Linked DNA regions of Mus musculus: region 2 is linked to region 1. A link is a contact called in public Hi-C data. All regions are on one chromosome and are shown on one strand. Each heading gives the region's core, a stretch centred on a gene start, on an enhancer-like site or on the middle of the called end of the contact. The rest is flanking DNA. Distances are from core to core; before and after follow the strand shown. Region 1 has its middle 21 kb from the start of Trim72. Region 2 holds the start of Itgam (integrin alpha M).

Region 1 (7,306 bases), core at 2,392-4,891:
CCCTAGCTCAGGCAGGGCCAATCAAGCCCTCACAGCAGAAATGACTCAACTACCTTAATGAATAAACCAGTGGGGCCTAGCACTCCTGCCTGCATTGCTCTGGAATCTTTGTCCTGGATCTGTTTGGGGAGGGACCAACGAAGGCAACTAGATCTCGGAAAATAATCTAGGCCTGTTCTTTCTCAATACAGACAGAGAAATGGCTGTCCAGAAAGGGAAAATGATGTGGGCTCTCCGTCATCATGGACAATGGCTCAAATGGTCTCCTCCACTTAGAAGAAATTTTGTCAAAGTACTTCAAACTGTACTGGCTACTTATTACATCAAGTTAGCATAGTTGAAGTCACTTTGTAAGAGGGAGCTTCAGTTGAGTAAATTGCTCCCACCAGGTTGGCCTGTGAGCCAACCTGATATGCATTTTCTTAATGGATGATCTGTTGAGGTTTGGTCTTTTGCTACGTATCCTAATGCTAAATGCTGGCCCCTAAGGCCTAGCTGCCCCTAAGGAGGAGAAAATCTGCACAGAGACCCAAGAGATGCTATGTGACCTTGCCCCCCAAGTTATGACTGATTGGCGAATAAAGATGCCTACAGCCTATAGCTGGGCAGAATTGAGATAGGCGGGGTTTGGGGCTCCCGGGCTTGGTGTCTGAGGAGAACCATGAGGAGAGAGAAAAGGTGGAGAGAAGTAGGGAGCCATGGGTTAGTGAGGCATAAAGCATGGCCAACTGAAGTTAAGAGCCACCCAGATGGAGCCTGGCTAATTGCATGCTCTCCAATTGCTGCTCACAGTTAATCAAGATCATCAAATGCATTTGTCTCTGTGGTCTTCACTTTTCAACGCCTACTTCTAATGATGGTTCTTAAATGTTTCAACCTCCCTTCTAGCCCACCACCCACCAGAGCTAGAGGGAAAGAAAGGCTACAGGGGAAATAGACCTGTTTAGAAATGGTTCTTTGGAGCAAATCCTATCTGTGTCGAAGGGAAATCAGCAGTTCAGTTCACAGGATTCTGCAGCAGCAGCTCCATCCACTCACAAACACTTCACTAATGTACTAGGCAGCCCAGTATGGTGGAGTTGGGATAGCAAACATGGATCAGCAGCGGTGGCACAACCTAGCAGAGACAGCCAGGCCTCAGCTGAATCGGCACGGGTCAGCAGGAAAGATTAGGAACATCAAGGATCCCAGAAGTTCTTTGCCCTGCCTCTCTCAATGAAGCGAAGACTTGAGACCAAGAAGCTTGAAAAGCTAGCTATGCCAGCAGGCCCAGCCAAGCCTCCTTCACTGTCGGTAGAGTCCTCCAAACATCACACATCCTCCACAGGCCTTGCCTTGCCTCAGCACGTGAGTACCAAAACTCCACATGTGTCTATATCTGCCGACATCACTCTGCCAATCAGCTGAGTCAGAGAAGCAGCAAGAAGCTGCCCCCACATCACCAGAATTTTTTGATGCATTTCTCTCTATGGAGTCCAGACAAATGCAGTTCAAGTACAAAATGTAAGCCAAATCAATACATGCATGCTGCTAGCAAAGAATCCTTCATCATGAGTCCTTTCTTTCATGTGCTTGCTTTAGCAAAACAGCCTTTCACCTGTATCTTAGTCAGGGTTTATATTCCTGGACAAAACATCATGACCAAGGAGCAAGTTGGGGAGGAAAGGGTTTATTCAGCTTACACCTCCAAACCACTGTTCATTACTAAAGGAAATCAGGACTGAAACTCAAGCAGATCAGGAAACAGGAGCTGATGCAGAGGCCATGGAGGGATGTTTCTTACTGGCTTGCTTCCCCTGGCTTGCTCAGCTTATGTTCTTATAGAACCCGAGACTACTAGCCCAGGGATGGCATCACCCACAAGAGGCCCTCCCTACTTGATCACTGTCTTAGTCAGCATTTCTATTCCTGCACAAACATCATGACCAAGAAGCAGTTGGGGAGGAAAGGGTTTATTCGGCTTACACTTCCATACTGCTGTTCATCACCAAAGAAGTCAGGACTGGAACTCAAGCAGGTCAGGAAGCAGGAGCTGATGCAGAGGCCATGGAGGGATGTTCCTTACTGGCTTGCTTCCCATGGCTTCCTCAGCCTGCTCTCTTATAGAACCAAGACTACCAGCCCAGAGATTGTCCCACCCACAAGGGGCCTGAAACCCTTGATCACTAATTGAGACAATACCCCACAGCTGGATCTCATGGAGGCATTTCCCCAACTGAAGCTCCTTTCTCTGTGATAACTCCAGCTGTGTCAAGTTGACACAAAACTAGCCAGTACAATCACTAATTGAGCAAATGCCTTACAGCTGGATCTCCTGGAGGCATTTCCCCAATTGAAGCTCCTTTTTCTGTAGTAACTCCAGCCTATGTCAAGTTGACACACAAAACCAGCCAGTTCAACCTGTCTCTGCTTCAGCTAAACACTCCTTCACATTGTCTGCTTTAGCAAAACACCATCCGACACAACTGACTTTCCAAAGAAACCAGAAGTTGCCACTTCATGTCTCCTTAGGTTTGTAAAATAGTTTACACCATGTACTTTCGGTAGTCTCCAAGCTCACAGGAGAGGCTTCCACGACTGTCGGTGTTGTCAAATCAGAAAACCTACTCCAGATGCTTTAAAGACTCATCCCTGTACTTCTGTTGCTCTACAACTATTTCTGGTACCAAAATCTGTATTAGCCAGGGTTCTCTAGAGGAACAGAACTTAGAGAGAGAGAGGCAGAGACAGACAGACAGAGAAAGGGGAGAGTTATATAATATATACATATGCATATGCATATATACATATACACATATATACATATACACATATACACATATACACATATACACATATACATATATACATATATGGGCCAACTAATCCAACAATGGCTGCCTATAAACAGAAGGTCAAAGAATCCAGTAGTTGTTCAGCCTGTGAGGCTGGATGTCTCAGCTGGCCTTACATATACACTGGAATCCCAAAGAAGGAGGCTCTCTCTAATGCCAGTGAAGGGATGGGCTGACTTGTGATATTAGAGCAAGCAGACAGAGAGCAAGCTTCCTCCTTCCATGTCCTTACGTAGGCTTCCTGCAGAAGGCGTGGCCCAGATTAGAGGTGGGTTTTCCAAACTCAAAAGATCTGGAATAAAGGAGTGTCTTCCTACCTTATACATCCAGATTAAAAATGAAACTTCCCACTTCAAATTAAGAAAAAGTCTCTCACAGGCATGCCCCTCTATTTTTGGGTTTTAGTTAATTCCAGATGTAATCAAGTTGACAACCAAGAATAGCCATCACAGTTTGAGGCTAGCCTGAGCTACATGAAATCCTGAGTCCAGAAAAAAGGAACAAAGAAAGGATTCATTTTTAAGATGGCTCCTACTATTTGTTTTACAACATTTTGTGGTGGTTTACAGGGGAAACTGAAGTGTTTATACAATGAGAGCTATTCCTATCTTCTTATCTATTCCCGGGTGGTAGGTAATGTGCCTGGTATGTACAAGGCCCTGGGTTCATCCCCAGCACCATCACACACACACACACACACACACACACACACACACACAAAAGAGCCTATCCGCCATTGGGGTCTTAAGCAATTGAACACGTGGAGCATGTGGGTGTCTCCTGACTCATAAGTTTCCTCTTAAGAAACTCACCTCCACCCCAGCCTTGCAAAATCCTGCATTCAAGTCCAGGCATGATAGTGCATGCCTTTAGTTTCTTGAGAGGAAGAGGTAGTTTAGTTGAATATCTATGAGCCCAAGGTCAGCCTGGTCTCCACAGTGAGACACTGTCTTTAAAAAAATGATAATAGTAAAATAATAATTAATAAAACGAGGCATGCTAACACATGCCTATTGTCCTACCACTTAGCAGGTAGAGGCCAAAAGAATCCAGAGTTCTCAGCCACCTTCAACTACATAGCAAGTTTGAGGCCAGACTAGGCTATATAAAGTTTGAGGCCAGCCCTGTCTCAAAAGAAAAAGGAGGGGGTGGAGTGGGCTAGAGAGATGACTCAATGATTAAGAGTGCTGGCTACTCTTGCAGAGGGCCGGATTCTTTTCCCACACCGATATGGTGGGTGACTCACAAGCATCCATAACTCCAGACCCAGGGGAGCACAGTGCCTTCTTCTGCCCTCTGTCACATGGTACCATACGTACATGCAGGCAAATCCTGGTCCACACAAAAGAAAACAAGCCAATCTCTACAGTGGGGAGGGGAGAAGGAACTTTCAGAAACAATGAATCTTCCAAGTGAGTTGAGTGACATTGATAGAGGTAGCCCGCACTCAGGACTCAGGAGTCCCGCCCAAGGAGCAGGAATCCATAATGCAAAGAACAGTGTGGGCCATGCTGCTCCCAGAAACCATATGTTTTTACATGAAAATCCCAATACCAACTGTTGGATATCTCCATCGCAGTAGGCCAGGGCACTCCCAGAGGATGCTGTTGCTAAAGATGCCACACACTTTGTATCCAGGACACAGAGGATTCAGCCTAGACCTGAGCTGGAGCTTCTTCTGAGGTGGCTTTAACAGTCCCACAGGCAGACTGCTGGGAGAGAAAAGCCATCAGTGGTCACCACTGTGATTAGATCTGAAGCCACGCGACTACATGCCTGGTACCGTGAAACTGCTCAGAAGATTACGGATGAGGAAGTCACACCCAAACCGAGGACCTACAACACGCTCTGCTTAATGAACACTTGTTGAACTTCTTGCTAAATGTTTATGTTTGCACCCATATATTATTGATAAGAGAAGCTCCTTTTTTGCAGAGGGAGATCGTTAATGCTGAGACTCATACGAGATCTCAGTGCTGGGGACGAGTGACTCTTGAGTCCACATCCCTAAGTGGACATCATCTATAACACTCTCAAAGGCTTAGAAAGCACTCAAGTGAGGGAGCAAAAAAGATCACAAGAGCTGGAGGCCCGGGAAGACAGCTGTAAATCTCTGACATCTGGACGTGAGGGTGTGATGGCTATTCTTGTCTGTCAACTTGACTACATCTAGAATGAACTATAATCCAGAAATGGAAGGTACACCTGTGAGGGATTGTTTTTGCTTGCGTAAATCCATTTCTAGTCCAAACCATCGAGGTAGAAAGGCACGCACCTATGATCTAAATCTTGAGGTAGGAAGATGCACCTTTAATCCATACCACACCTTCTTCTGGAAGCCTACGTAAGGACCTAGAAGAAGGAAGCTTTTGCCTTTTGCTTATTTTCCACCACCTAGAAAGCAAGTCCATTCCTTCACTAACACAGAAGCCTACTTCTTTGGGATTCCAGCATATACTGAAGACCAAGTGAGACTCAGAATGTGGACGGAGCACTACTGGATTATTGGACTTTCCATTCACAGCCAAGACTAGCTGGACTGCAGCCTGTAAGTCATTCCAACAAGGGGTGTGTGTGTCTGACTCCCCCCAAAATAGCTGTAGCCATTTTGTTCCATGCCTGCCAGATATTTCACATTGTTGCTGTAACATGCCTGCCAGATGTCACTGACACAGAGAAGTGACTCGGATCAAGGACATGCTGACCACATTCCCTGTTCTGTATGAGGTTTGCTAATCTTAAGAAAGTCCACAAAGCTTTACGGAGGACCCATCGAATCAAAGGTCAATATGAACTGTTATGTCTAAAATATCTTGATTCAGAACTGATCACTGGGCAGCCCTTCCTGCTCTATGGTTTTTGTGGCTGACACTGAAAAATGCTACTAATAAGCCAAAAACTTGTAATACTATGAACAACTTTGCGGAGATAGTTCTGTCCCTCCACCTTCTCACAGCATGGGAGTTACTTTTCTGTTGCTGTAGTAAAATATCATGGTCAAAAACCTTACAGGAGAAAACACTTAAGCGGGATAGGAATCATGAAGGCCCAGAAGTCATGGAAACAGCAGGGCAAGCATGGTGACAGGAGCATGTGCGACCACATTTTCATCTGCACAGGTGTCAGGACAGGAAGCGAAGGAGGGCTTTAAAATTTCAAACCTTGCCCCTCCTTTGACATACTTTCTTCAACATGGCGCCACATAGGTTCCAGAACCGCCCAAAACAGCGCCATCTACTGGGGAGTAGGTGTATTTTCATGAACACATGAAGTCTATTGCTTAGTCAAACTGCAAGTGGGCTCTGGGGATTAAACTCAAGTCACCAAGCTTGTATGGCAAAGAGCCTTTACCCACTGAGCCGCCTCGATGACTCCTCTAAAAAGAGTTATTTTCATTAAGAACAGTTTTTCTTTTATTTTTAAGATTATAGTTACATAATTCCTCCTTTCCCTTTCCTTCCTCCAAATTCTTCTGTATATGCGTGTGTGTGTGTGTGTGTGTGTGTGTGTGTGTGTGTCCTGTTCAGTCTGTATAATGTTACTTGTATGTACATATTTTCAAGGCTGACCATTTGGTATTGGATGACGTATTGGATTGCTCCTCCCTGGAGAAGACTATTTCTCCCACTTTCAGCATGCCTTATGTGGTGGTTTGAATATGCTTGGCCCAAGGAGTGGCACTATTAGGAGGTGTGGCCTTGTTGGAGTAAGTACAGCCTGTAATATTCAAAATAAATTCAAGACTGCCCAGTACCTTCCCCCTTCAAAAGGACTTTCCAAACTATACTAGCAGGCCAAGTACAGACCCAGATAAAAAGTCGGCTGACTAAACAAATATAGAAACATAGTTTTAATGGTCAAAATGACTAAGCTTACAGCTGCCAGAACAAGATTAACAATTCCCCTGCCCTGCCTCACACTAAAAACCACAAGGACAGACAAAATGAGAGTCACCCTATACAAACCAACCAATGCCTAAGGTTATTTGCTACACCAATTAAAATAAGCCAAACTACCCTGGTGCCTAAATCTTCCCCTTACAAAGGTATAAAAAGTGTGTTCCCTCTTTGTTCTGGGTCTCTCCTCCAGTCTGCGTGCTGAGAGAGGGTTCCCCAACATGTTGGATAAGTAAAATCCTCATGTGTTTTGCAACGATGGCAGTCTCTGTGGTCTTTGTGAGTAAGGGTCTCTTGACAACCTATAACAAGCCTTGTTGGAGAAAGTGTGTCACTGTGAGGGTGGACTTTGAGACCCTCCTCCTAGCCGCCTGGGTGACAGTCTCTCCTGGCTGCAATTGAATCAAGATACAGAACTCTCAGCTCCTCCAGTCCCATGGATGCTGCCATGCATCCTGCCACGATGACAATGGACTGAAACTCAGAACCTGTAAGTCAGACCAATTAAATATTGTCCTTTACAGGAGTTGCCTTGGTCATGGTGCCTCTTCACAGCAATGGGAACCCTAACTAAGA
Region 2 (7,328 bases), core at 1,850-4,349, 37 kb before region 1:
GCCAGTGTTTTCTAGACATGACAGAGCTACCTCATTCTCAGCCTCTGTGACTGCAGACACCAGCACGCCCTCATTCTGAAAAGATTATTTCCATGGTGAATCCCAGCTGATATTTCTCTAAAGGAAAGCGTTTCAGGCTTTGTGAACTGTGCCCCTTATCACTTATCTTTATTCTGAGTAGCAAAAGAGCAGGATTGGGTCTGATAAAATTTATATTCAGAACCTGAAAGTAAGCCATAACTTGAGCAAAGCTCATGCTACAGATTGAGAGTGGAGAGGTAGGCAGCAGTTAGGAGGTAGATATAGAGACAGATAAAAATCTCTCCTGAAGGACCATAAGAAGCCAATTGTCAGGACATCTCCCCCACCCCACCCCACCCCCACCCCCACCCCCACCCCCACCCCCCCCACCCCACCCCCAGGAAGGGATACAGGGAATAAGAAGAACTTTTTGTTCTCAACTTTCTTGGGTTTTTTAAAATTTGGACTCCTGAAACCTTACTACTGATTCAAAAAAGAAAAAAAAGACAAATCAGTCATGAGGGTGGGGGGTGTAGCTCAGTGGTAGAGCATCTGCAAACCTTGGATTCCACCCTCATCAAAGAAAAGAGAAGAAAAGAAAAGGAAAGGAAGGAAAGGAAAGGAAAGGAAAGAAAAGAAAAGAAAAGAAAAGAAAAGAAAAGAAAAGAAAAGAAAAGAAAAGAAAAGAGGAAGGGAGGGGAGGAGAGGAGAAAAAAGAAAGGAAAAAGAGAAGAGAAGAGAAGAGAAGAGAAGAGAAGAGAAGAGAAGAGAAGAGAAGAGAAGAGAAGAGAGAAAAGAGAAGAAAAGAAAGGAAAGGAAAAAAAGGAAAGAAAAGAAAAGGAAAGAAAAGAAAAAAAAGAAAAGAAAAGAAAAGAAAAGAAAAGAAAAGAAAAGAAAAGAAAAGAGACCTCAATAAGGAAATTCTTCTTTCCCCTAGCTTCTCCATGCAAAGCAGACAGCAGGCTCCCCTGAGGACTTTACCTGGTTCCGCCAAGCTGGACCACACTCTGTCCAAAGCCTTTTGCATTCTCTTGGAAGGTCATGGGATGTTCAGTGTCCAGATTGAAGCCATGACACAAGGCTAGGGCTGGAAGGATAACGGAGAAGTAAGAGTCAAAGCAAAGGAACCAATATGGTTAAGAGAACAACACACATTTCCACCCGTGACCATTCCTGTCCACATTCATTGAAGCTCTGATGGTCCTGGGCAGGGATCCACAGTGTGGGATCTCTCTGTTATGTTTTTGAGACAGGATTGTATATAGTCCAGTCTGGCCTGGAACACTACAGTGTAACTGTGGATAACCTAGACCTCCTGGTCTTCCTGTCTCCCATTCTACCTCTCAAATGCTGGGGGTGCAGGGGTGGGCCACCACACAGAAATCCATCCTCTTTTTCTACAGAAGACCAGCTGGTTACACAGTGAGTTCCAGACCAGCAGGACTGCATAGTAAGACCATAGAGGAAAAGGTGGTGTTGGTGTGGTTGTTTCAAGACAAGGTTTCTTTGAGTAGCCCTGGATATCCTGGAACTATCTCTGTAGAACAGGATGGCCTCAAACTCTTAGAGATCCACCTGCCTCTGCCTCCCCAGTTCTGGGATTAAAGGTGTGTGCCATCACACCCAGCTTGAAGAGCTTTTCAAGACAGTGTCTCACACATCCTAGGCTGAAGACCATCTTAAGCTCCTGATTCTCCTGCCTCTACACCCCACCCCCAGGGTGCAGGAATTACAGGTGTACACTACTGTATCCAGTTTATCTGGTGCTAGGGATCAAATTGAGAGCTTTGTACATACTAGGCAAGCCCTGGGCTTCACCTCTATCTACCAAGTTTTCATCAAGGAATCTCAAACTGTAGCCCATTATCACAATTTTTGTGATACAGGTTTATCCAGGAGATGAATGAGACTCTTAAGGAGTGACATTTCACTTCACTGGGAGTAAAGCTAGCATCCTCTATCATTGATGGATGATAGATGTTTGTCTTTTAAGACAGGTAGCAAGAGTATTTAACCCACAGGCCAAATATGCTGACGCAGGCTCAAAGGCCTGCACAAATGCCTATGATGGGGTATGACCAGTCCCTTTCTAAGCCCACAATGGCCTCTTCCCCCACTGTCACAACCACAATGGTTTACACAACAAAGGGCTCAGTTAGAAATTTTCCTTCCTATGCAAGTTTCAAGTAGTTCCTTCCCTTCTTGACTCCCTCTCTACAAAAGTAGACATAAAAGGAAACAAAACAGTTTTTTTTTTTGATTATCAGTCATTCAACAAACATCCACACTAGGTTCTTGGTAATTAGAACGTAAGACTAAGGAGAAGTGGTATGTGTTGAAACACAGCCGGAAATGTATCCGCTGCGCTCCCTGGTGCAGCTCCTTCACCTCTCTGGATCCTGGTAGCCTGTCTGCCAAACAACCCTCACAGCATCGATGGATTTAGTCCTTCATCCATGCATCCCTAACTATTCCTCCTGCCTACCTCTGCTCTTTTTCTTTTGGAATCCTTTATCCTTCCCTAATGCCCTTTGCCTCTCCTCACCTAGCTCCTTCCTATTCCCTGACCTTTCTCTCCACTCACAGATCCAAAAGATCCCCCTCCCCTTTTGATACCCGCTACTGACTTCCACTAGCACTGCACACACCTGATGGATAGACCTGCATCCAGGTAAAACACCCACACACTCAATGATTCCCTTTTTTCAAAGAAATGCCAAGAGTTTGTCCAGCAAGGTGACTCAATTGGTAGAGGTGCTTGCCATTAAACACCGACCACCTGAGTTCAAGTCTCGGTATCCACATTCCCTAAAACCTTTGATCTCTCCCCACCTACTCCTTCCTATGACCTTCCTCTCCATTCATAGATCCAAGAGATCCCCTCCTTTCCAATCTGAGGACCCCCTTCTCCCCACCCTGAGGATCCCCCAAGACCCCGCCGACATACCTGTGACCAGAAGAGCTTTAAGAGTCATGACTTAAAGGAACAAGGCCCTGAAAGAAGTGTGAACTGTGGTATTTCAGGCACCACAGACACTTTGAGGAAGCCACCAAGGCCAGGAGGGAGGGGTAAAAACAGAGAAGTATGAGGAAAAAGCTATGAGAGACTCAAAGAAAGAGGGCGGAGGCTCTACAAGCACCCAGCCCTCTGTAGCCTTCCTCCGGGAGAAAACAGTCCCTGATGCCGTTTCCTGGCCCGAACCATCAGGGTTACACCCAAAGGTGCCATCTGACACCCGTCTACCTCTGGGATAGCTCAAATATTATGGAAAAAAAAAAAAAAAGCTAAGTAGTAGGCTCAGTGTTTCGGATCAGGCTGGTCTCCCAGGGGACCCACATCTTGCTCCCAGTACCCACATGGAGGCTCAGAAACTGTCTATAACTCCAGTCCCAGGGCATCTGGTGCTCCCTTCAGCACTCATGCACAGACAAACATGCAGGGAAAACACCCACATACATACGGCATAACAAATCTCTTCAAAAAGAAAAAACAGCCAAGAGTTGGTCCAGCTAGGTGACTCAGTTGGTAAAGGTGTTTGCCACTAAGCGCTGACCACCTGTGTCCAATCCCCAGTTTCCATACGGTTGAAGAAAAGAACCAGCTCCTCCCAGCTCTCCTCTGATCTCTCCATCCACGCCATGGTACATGCGCACACATACCCAAAGAGGAAAGAAACCATCGGCGTCTAGCCATAGTGTGGTGCTCTATATAATTCATGAAAGTATTTTGAAAACAGAACTTGATGTTATTATACACAGTGGAACTGAAGGATGTATTGGGAGATATTTAACCATTCCTGCCTTGCTGCATGTGGAGTCTACTCGAAGTTCTTGTTCTTAAAAAACAGTGGTTTCTCGTACTTACCTGGCAGGGGAGACACTATGATCAGGAAGGTAGTTTTCCCAAGCGAGGCACACCCATTGCACTTGGAATGTGCTGACCCGTGATTTTCCCAAATCTAGGATACTCGACTACGTGACTTATGGTATGGGGCACTGTGTACATTTCCCTTGGCTGAGAAAAAAAGTGGTTTCTTTACTCTCTGGGTTGTGTTTTGTTTTGTTTTGTTTTGTTTTTGTCTTGTTTACATCTACTTATTTATTTGGTGCGTGTGTGTGTGTGTGTGTGTGTGTGTGTGTGTGTGTGTGTGTGAATGCTTGTGGGTTTCAACTGTGTAAGTATGAAGGTCAGAGCACAGCTTGCTGGAGTCAGTTTTCTTCTTCCACCATGCAGGTCTCAGGGATCAAGGTCAGGTCCTCAGGCTTGGTGACAAAGCACCTTTACCTGCCACCTCGTGGACCTTGTTCTCTACATTATCAATGTGTTGTCCAAGCTGATCTTGAGCTCACTGACTCAGTCATCCTCCTGCCTCAACCTCCCCAGCCATAGACCTACAGGCATGCACCCAGGCCTGGCTTCCTTCTCTTCATCTTGACACATTTTCTATTGTTCCTAGTTATATTTTACAATAGTCGACGGAAGTAGATGTTTACCTGCTGGAAAATAGATAAATAAAATTCTATATACTTTGTTTCAAAGTTATTACATGCACACTCAGACACACACACATGTGGGGCAAGTGGAACCATGCCACCAGACAGAAGAACTGGTAAGACTGAGTTCAAATCCTTGAATCTCCAGAACCCATGTGAATTGTAGGAGTGGGCTCAACTCCCTGCCTAATTCTACCTGCTCTGGAACGCATAACCATGACACCCCACTGAGAGCCATGGTAGCCAGTCATACAGCATAAAAACCCTGGAGTTCTCCATGCTAATGAGGAATCTACATAGGCCCCAGTGTTCAGCCAATGAGCTTCCCTTCCTGGGCAGTCCTTCCCACAAGAGATATTTAATCCCTGTCTCACCCTGAGTAAGGTGCATGCATTCACATCTGCCATCTAATAAAGCAGTTGGAACAAGGACCACGTTTTCATTAAGGATGGGGGGTAGGGGTGTTAAAGAGCCATGCCTAGAGAAGGCGAGAGGACCTTCTCTCTCCCAGCCCCTCCGCACTCTCGTGGCACTCACTCAGAATCAAACTGGGCTCCCAGACTCTAGTGTTTGCCTCAACCGGGGACTTCATTCTGCCTCACCTGGGCGAGCAGCACTCCAGCAGTGCTCCAGGCACCCCTGAGGCAAGGCAGCGGAGCAGCCCAGCCTGGCAACACAGAGGCTGAGCAGGTAGCTCAGTGAGTTAAGTGCCTGCTCCACAGGTATAAAGGCCGGAGTTGGGATCTCCAGAACCCATGTGAAGGATGAGTGTGGTAACACCTCTCTTAACCGCAGCACGGAGGACAGACTGCGGCTCACTGCGGCTCACTGCGGCTCACTGCGGCTCACTGCGGCTCACTGCGGCTCACTGCGGCTCACTGCGGCTCACTGCGGCTCACTGGCCAACCAGTCTAGCTGATCAATGAACTTCCACACTCAGTGAAGACCCTGTTTCAAAAAAGTAGAGAATGATAGAGGAAAACACCTGACAACTCCAACCTCTGACCTAAGCATGAATACACATGCATGGTGTGTAAATACACACACACATATATGAAGACACCCATGCAAAGACATACATATACCACATACACACATACACCAAAAAATTAAAATGTAATGTGACACATATCTATAGTCTCAGCATTCAGAGGCTGATGCAGGAGGATTACTATGAATTCAAGATTGACCTAGGATATAAATTAAGACATTACCTCAATATATATATATATGTGTGTGTATATATGTGTGTGTATGTGTGTGTGTATGTGTATGTAGGTGTATATATATATATGTATATATATATGTGTGTGTGTGTGTGTGTATGTATATATATATATATATATATATATATATATACATATGTGTGTGTGTGTATGTGTGTGTGTGTGTGTGTGTATGTAGGTGTATGTATGTATGTATGTATGTATGTATGTATATATCTCCCAATGGGTGGCCTGACACCCATGCTCATATGGAAAGCACTAATTGAACATTCGGGATTATTTCTAGCAAAGAAAGACATGAAGTTAATGTGGTGTCTTAGATGGGGGACTGTTGCTATGATAAATACCATGACCAAAATCAGCTTGAGAGGAAAGTGTTTATTTGTCAGAACAGGAACTCAGACAGGGCAGGAACCTGAACTACTTACTCAGCCTGCATTCTCATAGAACCCAGAACCAGCCGGGCAGTGGTGGCGCATGCCTTTAATCCCAGCACCTGGGAGGCAGAGGCAGGCAGATTTCTTAGCACAGAGTTCAAGGCCAGCTTCGTCTACAGAGTGAGTTCCAGGACAGCCAGGGCTACACAAAGAAACCCTGTCTCGAAAAATCCAAAAAAAGAAAAAGAACCCAGAACCACAGGCCCAGGATGGCACCACCCACAGTGGGCCGGGCCCTCCCCCATCAATCACTAATTAAGGAAATGCCTTACAGCCAGGTCTTATGGAGACATTTCCTCAGTAGAGGTTTCCTCTTTCAGATGCCCCTAGCTTGTGTCAAACTGACCTAAAACTAGCCAGCACAGTGAGTGACAAGGAAAGAGTTCCAGGGCATGATGGTAGATAGGTATTTTGATCACAAAATACGTTGTGTGATGTATAGAAATTTCAAAGATTAAATAATATTCTTTTGAAAACAAAAATTAAATATAAATGAATAAATATTGTCATCTCCAAGATAGTGAATTACAAACACAAGGCAGTTAACAGTTACTTCCTTGTAAACCAGTCCAAAACTTAACAGCTTAGCACAGCACTTTATTGTGGTGGTTATTACTGTTGTGGTGGGTTCATTGTTGTGATAGGTTGTTATTTTTGTAGTGGGTTATTGTTGTGGTGTGGGCCTGTATACTGGAGGCTTTCCACAGAGATCTCTGGCCTAGCCAGGTGCGAGGGTTCAGGCAAAGGGAGCGAACTCAGGGGGGGTGGTGCGGGGAGTGCCTCTGCTGCTGCAGCTGCCTCCACAGCTGCTGCTTCTGCTTCTGTTGCTCCAAGACACCGCACTGGTCACTGGTCGCTCTGCACTGAGTCAGACTGGGTTGAGCTGACTAGCCAGTGAGGGGTGCCGGGGGAAGGGGTAGCTTCTGGTGGCGTTTTGGGAGAGCAGGTCTCTCCCCTGGCTTCAGTGATACAGCTCCTATGACAGAAGTGCTCAGCTGACAGAGTAATTCTCACACACCTTTATTCCTTCTGGATAGGATCTTTATATACAGTTTTGGGGTGGGTCACGGTCTGACAGTAGGTGTTTCCTATCGGCCTGGTCTGAGAGCTTAGGGATACCTTATCTACATGTGGGAGGGCTTGGGGTGCT

Evidence for each region. A called contact is a pair of places that touch in the nucleus more often than the background predicts.
Region 2: a Hi-C map of erythroblasts shows a contact between it and region 1, with 2.2 times the contacts expected there. The contact joins the promoter of Itgam here to the enhancer-like site in region 1. A contact is called at or near these places in 4 of 39 promoter capture datasets (the C10 cell line, liver, macrophages and 1 more), 1 of 15 datasets of contacts at CTCF or cohesin (CD8 T cells), 10 of 484 Hi-C or Micro-C datasets (CD4 T cells, the G1E-ER4 cell line, Sertoli cells and 6 more), 9 of 115 datasets of contacts at active chromatin or transcription factors (the HPC-7 cell line, the SCID.adh cell line, bone marrow-derived macrophages and 4 more) and 3 of 9 other capture datasets (adipose tissue, liver and pancreatic islet).

What each region holds. Positions count from the first base shown.
Region 1 is chr7:128,021,911-128,029,216 of GRCm38.p6, reverse strand. No RefSeq gene overlaps it. Among named protein-coding and RNA genes, the nearest start is that of Trim72, 21 kb to the right of the region's middle. Within about 2 kb of position 3,641, at least 58 of the 459 cell types and tissues checked have an H3K27ac peak or open chromatin away from gene starts, as enhancers often do. A contact at or near this core is called in erythroblasts, female germline stem cells, myocytes and 1 more, where this site is marked.
Region 2 is chr7:128,058,411-128,065,738 of GRCm38.p6, reverse strand. Itgam (integrin alpha M) reads right to left here and starts at 3,099. Exons shown (of 30, transcript NM_001082960.1): 1 at 2,969-3,099; 2 at 1,003-1,108. The coding sequence starts at 2,996. It also overlaps the pseudogene Gm22809.